Regions from separate parts of the Mus musculus genome. Here all the other regions are linked to region 2. The links are chromatin contacts, called in public HiChIP or PLAC-seq and Micro-C maps. All regions are on one chromosome and are shown on one strand. Each heading gives the region's core, a stretch centred on a gene start, on an enhancer-like site or on the middle of the called end of the contact. The rest is flanking DNA. Distances are from core to core; before and after follow the strand shown. Region 1 holds the start of Gnptg (N-acetylglucosamine-1-phosphotransferase, gamma subunit). Region 2 holds the start of Jpt2 (Jupiter microtubule associated homolog 2). Region 3 holds the start of Baiap3 (BAI1-associated protein 3).

Region 1 (3,680 bases), core at 916-3,415, 280 kb before region 2:
CAAGGCCGGAGGAACTGGGTCAAGGTTTCAGAAGCACCTGGGGGCTCACAGGACCTACCGGGTGCTGGCCACGGGCCTGTTGAGATTCACAAACTCCCGCCCTGAGTCCACGTCAAAGGGATCTGAACACAGAAAGAGAGGGCGTGGTGGCGCACACCTTTAATCCCAGCACTCGGGAGGCAGAGGCAGGCGGATTTCTGAGTTTGAGGCCAGCCTGGTCTACAAAGTGAGTTCCAGGACAGCCAGGACTACACAGAGAAACCCTCTCCCCACCCCCACCCCCACCCCCAAAAAAAAAAGAAAGAAAGAAAGAAGAAGAGAGGAAGGGGACTTCTAAGTGATTTTCAGGCTCTAGGCTCCTAAGGCCCTGGAGGGACTTGATTGCTTCTCTGGGGCTCCCAGCCAACACCAGGACTCACCGATGTCCTCTTCAGGCGTGTCCCTGGTGCTAGCCAAGTACCCCTGTTCAGCCTGCAACACCTCCTCCGGGCCACGGCAAGCTGCGTACTTATCCAGGAGCTCCCGGTTCAGGTCCAGGAAGCCCTTGCCCCACTTAAACTTCCGAAGCAAAATGACAGCAAGGTCTGAAAAGCCTAGTGGAACAAAAACCAAAGATATGCCTGGGACACCTATAGAGAGCACAACTGCATGACCCTGCCTGCTATCTCAGGAAGCTGTCACCTCCTCTACAGTTCCCAAGGTTCCTCTCATTTGCTGAGAAACAGTCCTATTATCCTAGTCTCTGTGTCTTACGGGGTAGCCATTGGGCCCACACACCATCCAGGGAAGGCAGTGGTCCATTTTGCCTCTACCTCTGCTTCATAAGGTTAAGACTGTATGTGGGCACTGAGACTGAAGACAAAGGCTGTTTTCTAATGGCTCCCAATATATTCTCCTCACATCCCACCCCCTTGCTCAGACTCTGCCAGAAGAAACCCCAGTCTCCAGGTGAGGGAGGAGGAGGGGGCAAGCAGTCAGCCTCCAGACTGCCATTGCCAGGCTTCTGTCAGACCCAAAACTCACCTACGATGCAGAAGGCAGCAGCGAAAGCTTCCACACAGGAAAGTTTGCAGGGCCGGCCATAGTTTACAGGGTTGGCAGCTACGAGGTAAGGCAGGAGCCGCAAGTGGCTCCCTCGCATCTTCTGAAAGGGTGTGTCGTCCAGTTTGGCCCAGGAGCAGTCTATGACTGCGACCCCTGACTGTGCCACCAGCTGTCTGTCAGAGAGTGTAGGGTAGGTTCTAGGGCCCCAAATAAGGCACATCCTTGGAGACTGGCTTCACTACAGATGAGAGATCACTCTGCTATTTCGAAGTTATGGTTTATTGCAATAGTAGAAAGAACCCTTCAGGAAGCAGTTGAGGGTAGCTGGACAGTGTTTACTTTACACAACAAATGTTTCTCCTAGGCTTTCTACACTATAGCCCTGCTCTATGAAAAGGGTCAAATTAAATACAACTCTGCTCATATGAAAGATGTGGACATCCAAGACCAATAAGCAAGGCTTGAAGAAAATGATACTCCTGATACAGGGCAGTTTAACAAAGACAAGATGGTGGGAAGGGCATTCCAACCCCTCTCCGACCCCTCCCCGATCCCCAGGCCTCTGGTGTCTACCTGTCTGCCGGAGACACGTACTCAGTGCCTACTGGGCTGAGCACCAGACCGCCAAACCTTTGGCTCAGGCGCAGGCAGCGCACCAGACCCAGACGGGCCAGTTTGCGGCCCGTGCAGCGCTTGGGGTCGCAGTGACCAAGCTCCCACATAGCCAAGGCACAAGGCAGCGCCGCAGGGCCCGGGCCGCCCTGGTCCTCGGCCTCCTCGGGCTGCACGGATGCTACAAGGAGAGAGAGAAGGCCGGGTCCTCAGCGCCTGCTCCCAGGCCCGACCCGCTGCTCCGACTGCTCCAAACTCACCACGCAGCGCAGCGCCCACCTCTTCAGCGAAAGCATCCAGAGAGCGGCCAGAGGGTCGCCGAACACGACCGCTCTCTTTCCTGGATCCGCGAGCAACTTTCTTGCGGCCCATAATGTTAGATGAAATCCGAGATGAAATCCTCAGCTCCAGCGTTTGTTCAAGAGCGTGCGCGCGTGCGCGCTCGCACAGCTTCCGGTTTTGAGGGGAGTCAGTTCCGGCTGTCACTCACGTGACCGTGAGACCCTAGGAGCAATGGCGGGGCGGCTGGCTGGCTTCCTGATGTTGCTGGGGCTCGCGTCGCAGGGTCAGTGGCTCCGCGCACATAGCCCCCCGCGCGCTGGCGTCGCTCGCGCCTCCGCTCCCTACTCACCACCTCTCTCCCCGCTCCGCAGGGCCCGCGCCGGCATGTGCCGGGAAGATGAAGGTGGTGGAGGAGCCTAACACATTCGGGTGAGCGGATCACGGTCCTGCGGCTTGGGGACCGAGCCTGGCTGGCTCTTCTGACCTTCTCTGTTCCATAGGCTGAATAACCCGTTCTTGCCCCAGGCAAGCCGCCTTCAGCCCAAGAGAGAGCCTTCAGCTGTATCCGGTGAGCGCGGGAGGGTGCGGAGCTGGCCGAGGTGCTGACTGAGGGGGCCGAAAAAAGCTCTCGGTTAGGGAGGGAAGGGTGCCTTGGATGAAGGACTCATAATGTACTCGCTGAAGGGTTACGAATTCGTTTGTCAAACTTGAGTGTTTTAAATGCTCTGAAGTATATACTGGAACTGCAATCCCCTCTCGCTCCCAGGGTTGGCGATTACCTAGGGCTAAGCAAGCAAGCGCTCAAGGCTTGGGTCACATCCCTAACTTTTGTGGGGTTTTTGTTTTGTTTCGTTTTGTTTTTCGGGACAGGGTTCCTCTGTATAGCCCTGGAACTCTTTGTAGACCAGGCTGGCCCGGAACTCAGAAATCCGCCTGCCTCTGCCTCCCAAGTGCTGGGATTAAAGGCGTGTGCCACCCCCGGCTACTTTTGTGTTTTTAAGGTAAGAGTCTTTCAAAGTCTTTTATAGTAGACTCAAGCTGGCCTCCAACTTGTGGTATTAAAGCCTCTACTTTCCACAGGTGCTTAGACCAATTAGAAGCTCTAGGGATGTTGGGTATGAAGACTCAACACTCCAGGTGTATCTAGCCCTTTCTAGGTCTTACGGAGTGGAGAGGGCACCAGCACAGGAAATTTGGGACTAAGATCCTAGGAGGACTGAAAGACAAGCTGTTGGAGGTGGCTCAGGGCTGGCCAGCATAAAAGAACCTTGGCAACCCAGACACTATTGCATATGCCAGAAAGATCTTGCTGAAGGGACCCTGTTATAGCTGTCTCGTATGAGGCTATGCCAGTGCCTGGCAAATACAGAAGTGGATGCTCACAAGTCATCTATAAGATGGAACACAGGGCCCCCAATGGAGAAGCTAGAGAAAGCACCCAAGGAGCTGAAGGGGTCTGCAACCCTATAGGTGGAACAACAATATGAACTAACCAGTACCCCCAGAGCTCATATCTCTAGCTGCATATGTAGCAGAAGATGGCCTAGTTGGCCATCACTGGGAAGAGAGGCCCCTTGGTATTGCAAATTTTATATGCCCCAGTACAGGGGAATGCCAGGGCCAAGAAGCAGGAGTGGGTGGGTAGGGGAGCAGGGTGGAGGGAGGGTATAGGGAACTTTCGGGATAGCATTTGAAATATATATTTATTTATATATATATATTTATATTATATATAAATAAAT
Region 2 (3,655 bases), core at 462-2,961:
ACAAATGGTGGCATTTGTAGCAGAGAATCAGTGGATACAACGTCTCCCAGCGTAAGCAAATATCCATGCATAAAACCTGAAAACTGCTAAAGGTTAGAGTTTTTTAAAAAACAAAACAAAAACAGCAAGGCAGGCTCCTGGGTTCTACATCTTCCTTCTCTTCCTTCCATCAGTTTGGATGGTTGGCGTTCACTCGGGCTTCCTCTCCTCATTGGAACTTAGTGTGACTTACATGCGGTCATTCTTTGAGAAAATCTTTTGTTAATATTAATGTTTCTTAGACATGTTGATTCATCTTTTTAAAAGATGGGGAACCTGTATCTTTGGTGCTTGGCATGGATTGTGTCCTAGAGAAGATGCTCAGGCGAGCTGAAGTCCATAGATCCTGTCGGGCATAGTACTTGCTCAGGGAGTGGGACTTTGGGACATTTCATCTGTTGGTCAACCTTTTTTCCTACCCTCCTCTTCTTTTTCATTCCTTGTGATAGCCTCTGCTAGGGGAGGTGTCATTCAGTTCAATAGCATTTTTAACCAAACCATATTATTAGAAATGGTCAAAATAAGTTTAGAAGGAAATTGTTTTATGTACTTTAAAAACAAATCTCCCAGATGCATTCATGAGGAAATACCGTACTTTGTCTTAATTTAAAAAAAAAAAAAAAACACTTTAAAAAAGGAAAGAAACCCACAGTATACCTTTCCCAGAGGCTAGCCTGGTGTGGTCAGTCCAGTTTTGGAAGCACTGCCCCAGCCAGACCCTTATTCTTTCGTAAGATCACTGGCTGGAGGGGTGCCCCCAGCAGGCAGAGCTCAGTGCTGTTTGCTTTGATAATCGTTAAGCCATATCATCTGAGGTTTCCGGCTTGAGATGTGAATTTGTTTTATAGACTATAAATATACAGTGTATGTATAAAGCAGAATGCCTGTCCTTCTGATTATTTTTTGTACCATATTGTAAATTACATTATTTATTCTTTACCAATTTTTTGGGAATAAAAGGTGTTTTGGTTATTTAATAAACAAGAACTGTTAAAACTTCGGCTAAAATTTCCAGTTCGGCTTGTAAATGTTTTTATTGTGCATAAATACATACTAATACTTCATCTAATGTCTGTCTTTTGTGCCTGCTTTCAAAGCCAGTATGCTTAGGGTATTCCAACAGGCACAGTGTAATGAGATGAGCTCTAAGGCCTGGAGGTGCCCTGGAGGTGAGGGTGAGCAAACAGGTAGGCATCAGAGATTCAGCGATTGAGTGACCGCTGAATGCGGAATTCATTACAGAATTCGCTGCTTCTGTTATGGGTATGTTGTGCGCTTCCATGAACCTTTCCTCCCGAAGGTGCTGTAACCCCAAAGAAGCCTTCCGCTACCACCGGCCAGAAACTTCCTAGTGCCATCCAGCCCGGGATAGGTCGGCCAGAAAATGCGGATTCGCATGCGGAGGCGTGTTGGCTGGGGGTGGGGCGAGCTGTGAACCAATGCCCACGCCTGAGGCCATGAGAGGCGCCCCCTGCAGCCAATCGGCTGTAAGCGCGATGCGGGCCTCCAAGCCTCCCTCTCCTTGGGGGCGGGAGGGAGGAGTGGGGCACGACTCTACGATAGGCTGCAGAGACATGATTGGCGCGAGAGGCGTCCAACTGGCTTGGGCGGGTCAGGGTACCTGCGCGGGACCAAGCGGGAACCGCCGCGCGGCGGCTGTGAAAGCGCGGGGCGGCGGCCGACATGTTCCAGGGCGCGGACAGCCAAGCTGGCAAGTCGGGTTCCAGGTGCGCGGACCGGTGCTGGGGCCCGGGTGGGCGCATAGCCGCAGCCACGTGGCGGGCGGGAGACCCTACAAGTGCGGTGGGTGTGGCGCGGGGCTCCCCTGAGGATACTGTGCGCGCTCTCCCGCAGGGCCTTGCAGGAAGGCTGTGGGGTTAGAGCGGAGTGGAGACCGGGCGGCGGGATTAAGACACGTGGCTCTCCTGAAGTGCTTGCTCAGGACAGACGCTAGCCGGGCGCTCCGAGCTGTTTGCCGCTTCCTGAGCCCTTCCCTTGTCCAGTTTGGTTGGTCATGACGACCTTTGAATGTGGCTGAGTAGCGGCAGCGTTCTCAGACCCAACCCACGACCAGGTGTTTGTTGGATGCACTACTGACTGCTACACCCTGGGCGGGGACCTTCCCTACACAGTTTCCTCTAGGCTTTCTGTCTGATCTGCTTTGAGTTGATCAAATGAAACTGGTGTTCGAATGACTTTACGAGCTCCAGGAATTAATTGTTGAATAGGCGTCCATGGAGAGGATTTTAGGAAAAGGAGGAAATCCCCATTTGAGTTGATAAAATGAAACTGGTGTTCGAATGACTTTACGAGCTCCAGGAGTTAATTGTTGAGTAGGCGTCCATGGAGAGGAATTTAGGAAAAGGAGGAAATACCCACTTGATAGCGGGATGAGGGGGAAAGGGGAGCTACCTTAACTGGATAATGAAGCGCAATTGGAAGCCTCAGTCTGGGCCATATTAGATAGAAAGCGTGCTTTGGATGGCAACTTAGGCAGGTTGGAGAAGATAGCAGCACATAGTCCGACTGATTGCTACAAAGCCTGAGTCTGTAAGGTCTGTCTGTACTCCAGGGTTTCCTTTCGTCTAACCCTGTCTTTTGTCTCCTCAGCAGAGGGATTTTCTTGTGCTGGAGATGTTTGAACTGTAAAAGCGTTATGGTATTACTGTCATTCATCCACAAAAATTACTAACCATGAAGAACACGTCACCCCCCACCCGGTCTATTTCTCATGGCTTTGTCCCAGATTTTCTCATTAGTTCCTAGTTCTTATGAAACTCATCATTCCAGGGAGGCCTGGGAGCGCTGACAACCGTCGATATTTTCTTTCTCTCCAGTGCCATAGTTCATTTGAACTCTGGCTTTTCATCTTTGCCTATATCCCTTATATTTTCTCGATAACTTGAGTATTTCTACTGAAACATTTAAAGGGTACTACAAAAGGAAAAAGTAATTGGAATTATGGATTTGGTCCTAAAGTCTGAGTTGACTAATCTGGCCCTAGAACCTTCCACTCCACTGGTGTTACTGTGATTAATGGCTGCTAGTGGCTTCCAGAAGGCCACACTGTGCCATTGTTCTGGGCCCTATTTGTTGAAAGGCCCATTTGTGAGACCCTGCAGGGGCAACCTTAAGACTTGCATTGCTGCTGTAGGCTTTGAAGCTTGTGCTTGCTCCATTGTCTTTGAGATGGAGGTGGACACTGCTCTTGCCCAAGTGGCTCATTATTTTAGTACACAAAGCAATACTAAATCCTTACTTTCAATACCCATATTAAGTTCAAAAGCTAGTTCCTATATTCCCGTAACAGACTCAATTTGGGCCTCATCTCTGGAGATGGTTTTGAGGCTCCTGCTTCTGTTGTATCACATACATGGAACACATACCATTGACACACACGTCTGGCTGTCGGTATCTTGTGTCTGAATAACCACAGAGTGACTGGGAAGGTGAGAGTGTAGAGTGAGGGTCTGCCGGGGTCAAACCTCCACAGGGTAGGATGCTGGTGGCTTCATGTAAAATGAGATTATTAAAATAAAGCTAGGAGTATTCACACTTGTAATCCTAGCACTCGGGACATGGAGGTAGAGAATATGAGTTCAGGGTTGTCACTCAC
Region 3 (3,924 bases), core at 1,298-3,797, 300 kb before region 2:
AGCAGACCCTCCGAAGTCTCCCAGATGGACTCAGACCAACCGCATAGTATGCCTTGTGTTGCTCTTGGCCACGCCCTGTCCAGGGCCTGCTGCTTCTGCCGCCCCTCCAGCTTGGTCCTACAAAAATGAGCATGTGAGACAGCGGCTCTTACCCCTTGGTGGGAGAATGCTTACCTAGCATGCACAAGGCCCCGGATTCAGTCTCCACACCTGCTTAAAACCAGGAATGGTGGCACTTGCCTGTAATTCCAGCATTTAAGATCAGAAAATTAAAGTTAACCATGGTCACCTAGCAAGTTGGAAGTTTGATGCCAACCTGAGCTACATGAAAATCTGGTTTTTTGGGGTTTTTGGTTTTGGTTTTGGTTTTTGGTTTTGAGGAAAAAGAAAAAAGAAAACCTCACACCACACCTGAGCTGGCTCCAGTACCTAGACACTGACTTCAGGAAGGTCACAAAATACTTGGTGTGAGCTGCAGTTCAAGGACTGACTTGTCAGGCAGGCTATCCTGAGCCACATCTGCCTCTGAAGCCAAGTTTCTTCAGCTGCTGGATGGCTTCTGGCAAGCCTCAGGGGAAGATGGAACTCTAACCAAAGCCCCTGGTCTCTGATCCTATGAGCCATCACCGGCTCAATTCAGGAACTGATCTGAACCGCATCATAGATGCGGTCAAGCAAGGCTCTGAGGCAAGGAGAAGGGATGCAGTGCATCTGAGCCATGCCAGTCTTAGGATGAGTCACCAATGGGTTGTCACTCATTCACACACACACACACACAAAGGTCTGTGGAGCGAAGAGCCTGGGGATGACTGGACTCCTGGGGCTGGGTTTGGGACCCAGTCGGTACTGTGACTAAAAGCCTCTCTTTCCATGTTTGGATCTCAGATTCCTATCAGACAGGAGCAAATCTTAACCAACCCAGTCTCAGACGTTGGAGCCCCTGCAGTGGTGCTCCCCCCTCCACTTCCTGTTTACAGCAGGCTTTAGTTCATCCTTTTACCCCAAAGCCATTACCGTCACCATGGCAACCAGTTTCTCTCTCTCTCTCTCTCTCTCTCTCTCTCTCTCCCTCTCTCTCTCTCTCTCTCTCTCTCTCTCCCCTCCCCTGCCACTGCCACTGCCCTGTGTGTGTGTGTTCCAACAGGTTGGCAAAACATGACACAAGAGTATACTATGGGTGCATCAACTCCAGACTCTGGGAGAGGAGTTGGCTATCCCACTCCAACCCCTATCCCCTATAGCAGGACAGTGTGGGGCATAGAGTCCAGGACCTTCCCTTGCTCATCTGATATCCTGGTCCTGACAGTGGGTTTGACTTTTATCACTTTTGCCTGGCCGGACTGTGCCAAGCCAGAGGTTGACTGAGAACGGAGCATTCTGCAGGACAATATTCTGTTCTGGTGCCTGTCTTCAGTGATGGATGGAGGGACTGACAGAGATGTGAATTGGGATACAGACAGGTGACCTCACCTGTATGTCCCCTGGAATGAAGGACTATGGCCTGACTGTTGTCCCTCAGATGTTTCCTCTCCAAATCCCAGTAATGAGGAACAAAGGCCCCCCGCCCAGCACTCTGGAAAGTCTGTCGCCTCAGCAGAGATGTCATTTGCTACAGTCTGAAGTGGAGAATTTTCAGGCCTGCTTTCCTGACCCTCACACTGGTTGGAGTCCTTCCCATAAGAATGAGACCTTTAAACCGGTCAGTAGTGGGAAACTCTTGAGTTCAAGGCCAGCCTGGTCTACAGAGTGAATTTCAGGACAGCCAGGGCTACACAGAGAAACGAAAAATCAAACCAAACCAAACAAACAAAAGAATGAGACTTTTGGTATAAACTCCAAAGTGGAACTACTTAGAAGCAACATGGCCACCAGTGGTTTCCCACCGAAGTTTGTGTCAGTCTTCAGGGGCCTACTGAGCCCTGGAACAGCCAAGAACAACTCCCAGTGGGTGCTGAGAACCCACACAAAGAACCCTGTCAGGTATTTCCTCTGCCCCAGCTTCAGAGCTCGCACTTTTAGGAACTGGACAGGCAACTCATTTAACAAGTCTCCAGGTGACCTCAAGTGGTGGAGGGGGCCTTAGGAGAAGTGGGCTGGGAACAGCAGGATGTGGCTTAATGTGTGTCTTCTGCACACATTCACAGATAGCAGTGACATCACGAGATGTCCCAGGTTAATACCAGAGCTGACTTCCCTGGAAGAGAGCAGCTCCGGGTAGTACTGAGCAGCAGAGCTTTTGTGAGAGGGTTGACTTTGGATATGGCTGTACAGCACTTCAAGAAACACCAGGCACTTCGTGTTTCCTTTGGGCGACTGTTTCTTTTGGGCGACTGTAGCTTCCCTGCGGCCCTGGGAAGGAGACCCCGTGACAGCCTCCTCCCTCGGGGCAGGAGAAGGGGGGTGGGGGGACAGCTAACACAACCTGTCCCTGCACCCACCTGTAGGTTACTGAGCCCTGTGCCCAGAGCAGGGTCTCTCTGGCCACTACCGTGCTGGTAGAGACCCCCTGCCGACCCCAAACGCGCAGGGTAGGGGTGGGCAGGGCTGGAACCTCTGACCAGCAAACCAGGCCAGGCCCCGCCTCCGCCCGCCCGCGCCCCCCGCCCGCGGCGCCCGCTCTGCAGTGCTCAGTCTCCAGCGCGCGCGGCTGCTAGCGGTCGCTGTGCCTCGGTGTCCCCAGCTAGTGCGACAGCAACGCCAGCGCCAGCAGGGACCCCCCCGACCCTGTGGCCCCCGAAGCCCTGTCCACGGTGAGTGCTGTAACTCCTGCCCAATGTCGTCAGACTGCCGTCGAGGCTTAACCTGCTTTTTATCACAGACAGACAGACGGACGGACGGACGGACGCGACCGCCCCCTCGGGCTTAGCCCCACCCCCACCCCTGGCTTCTGCACTACGCTCCGGGTGGAGCACGGGAATTGCTGGCGTCAGAGGCAATGGGAAACTGAGGTCCTGGGGAAACTGAGGCCGCGCGTGCTCAGAGAGAGGGGCGGGGTCGCACGGCCGGCGTCCTAGGCTCTGAGCTAAGTAAAGGGCTACTGGAGGTCCACACTGCAGAATTCCCCGGGAGGGTTGAAGGGTGAGACCTCCAGAGCCAGAGAGTGCACACCTTCAACCTCGGTTCCCACGGCCGCCGCTGCTGAGCCACCTGACTGTAACCCTTTTTCCCAATAGAGGCCCCTGACTGAAGCGGAGCTGGGGACCTCGGAGACGCCCTACGGGGCTTCTCTGAACAGGTTGAATCCCCTCAAGGCCCCAGCGCCCGTGTCCCTACCACTTTCCGACTCCCCTCATGAGACCTTTGCCCTCAGTAACCCAAAATCCCTGCCAGGGTAAGCCTTTTTCCTCCCTAGTTACCCAGGAATTCGGGTCCCACCATTTGCCTGGGGTCTGACTGTGTGTGTGTGTGTGTGTGTGTGTGTGTGTGTGTGTGTGTGTGTGTGAGAGAGAGAGAGAGAGAGAGAGGCACAGAGGTAGAGACAGAGACAGAGACAGAGAGACAGAATCAGAGAGAGACAGAAATAGAAACAGAAAGAAAGCAAGACCAAGACCAAACTCCCTTCAGACCTCCTGCCTTCAAGGAGAAGAAGGTAACCTCAATAGAACAGGGGAGGGTAACCACAGCCTCCCCCGCCCCTATCATCAAAAACAGCCGATCAGGAGCAACTAACTCAACAGAGACAGGTAAGTAGCAGGTAAGACTCCAGGGTAGAGTGAACCAGTCTCCATCTGTAGGCCTGGAGAGCATCCATCCACAGAGAGCACAGTGCAGATCTCCCCCTACACACCCCTACACTCCCTGTGACTCAGGGAGGGATGAGCTTGCAAACAGAATGTGTAACAGGTAGACCACCTGAGGACTGGAGGCTGAGCTACTGAGGCCGGCCGTGGAGAGGTCCATAGGCACTACCCCACTCAGCACCCT

Evidence for each region. A called contact is a pair of places that touch in the nucleus more often than the background predicts. HiChIP or PLAC-seq counts read pairs in DNA pulled down with a chosen protein or histone mark.
Region 1: a contact with region 2 is called in a Micro-C map of embryonic stem cells, with 2.2 times the contacts expected there. The contact joins the promoter of Gnptg here to the promoter of Jpt2 in region 2. A contact is called at or near these places in 10 of 39 promoter capture datasets (cranial neural crest, embryonic stem cells, fetal liver and 5 more), 2 of 484 Hi-C or Micro-C datasets (embryonic stem cells and muscle stem cells), 5 of 115 datasets of contacts at active chromatin or transcription factors (bone marrow-derived macrophages, craniofacial prominence, epiblast stem cells and 1 more) and 2 of 9 other capture datasets (adipose tissue and macrophages).
Region 3: a contact with region 2 is called in an H3K4me3 HiChIP or PLAC-seq map of embryonic stem cells, with 3 times the contacts expected there. The contact joins the promoter of Baiap3 here to the promoter of Jpt2 in region 2. A contact is called at or near these places in 11 of 39 promoter capture datasets (cranial neural crest, embryonic stem cells, frontonasal cranial neural crest and 5 more), 1 of 484 Hi-C or Micro-C datasets (embryonic stem cells), 4 of 115 datasets of contacts at active chromatin or transcription factors (bone marrow-derived macrophages, craniofacial prominence, embryonic stem cells and 1 more) and 2 of 9 other capture datasets (adipose tissue and macrophages).

The regions. Positions count from the first base shown.
Region 1 is chr17:25,238,601-25,242,280 of GRCm38.p6, reverse strand. Gnptg (N-acetylglucosamine-1-phosphotransferase, gamma subunit) reads left to right here and starts at 2,165. Exons shown (of 11, transcript NM_172529.3): 1 at 2,165-2,221; 2 at 2,310-2,367; 3 at 2,439-2,506. The coding sequence starts at 2,170. It overlaps Tsr3 (TSR3 20S rRNA accumulation), which reads right to left and starts at 2,111. Exons shown (of 6, transcript NM_026676.3): 1 at 1,917-2,111; 2 at 1,618-1,837; 3 at 1,024-1,217; 4 at 420-593; 5 at 59-122. The coding sequence starts at 2,028.
Region 2 is chr17:24,958,679-24,962,333 of GRCm38.p6, reverse strand. It overlaps Jpt2 (Jupiter microtubule associated homolog 2), which reads left to right and starts at 1,711. Exons shown (of 5, transcript NM_198937.2): 1 at 1,711-1,766. The coding sequence starts at 1,723. Cramp1l (cramped chromatin regulator homolog 1) reads left to right here. Exons shown (of 21, transcript NM_020608.3): 21 at 1-1,108.
Region 3 is chr17:25,254,987-25,258,910 of GRCm38.p6, reverse strand. Baiap3 (BAI1-associated protein 3) reads left to right here and starts at 2,547. Exons shown (of 34, transcript NM_001163270.1): 1 at 2,547-2,750.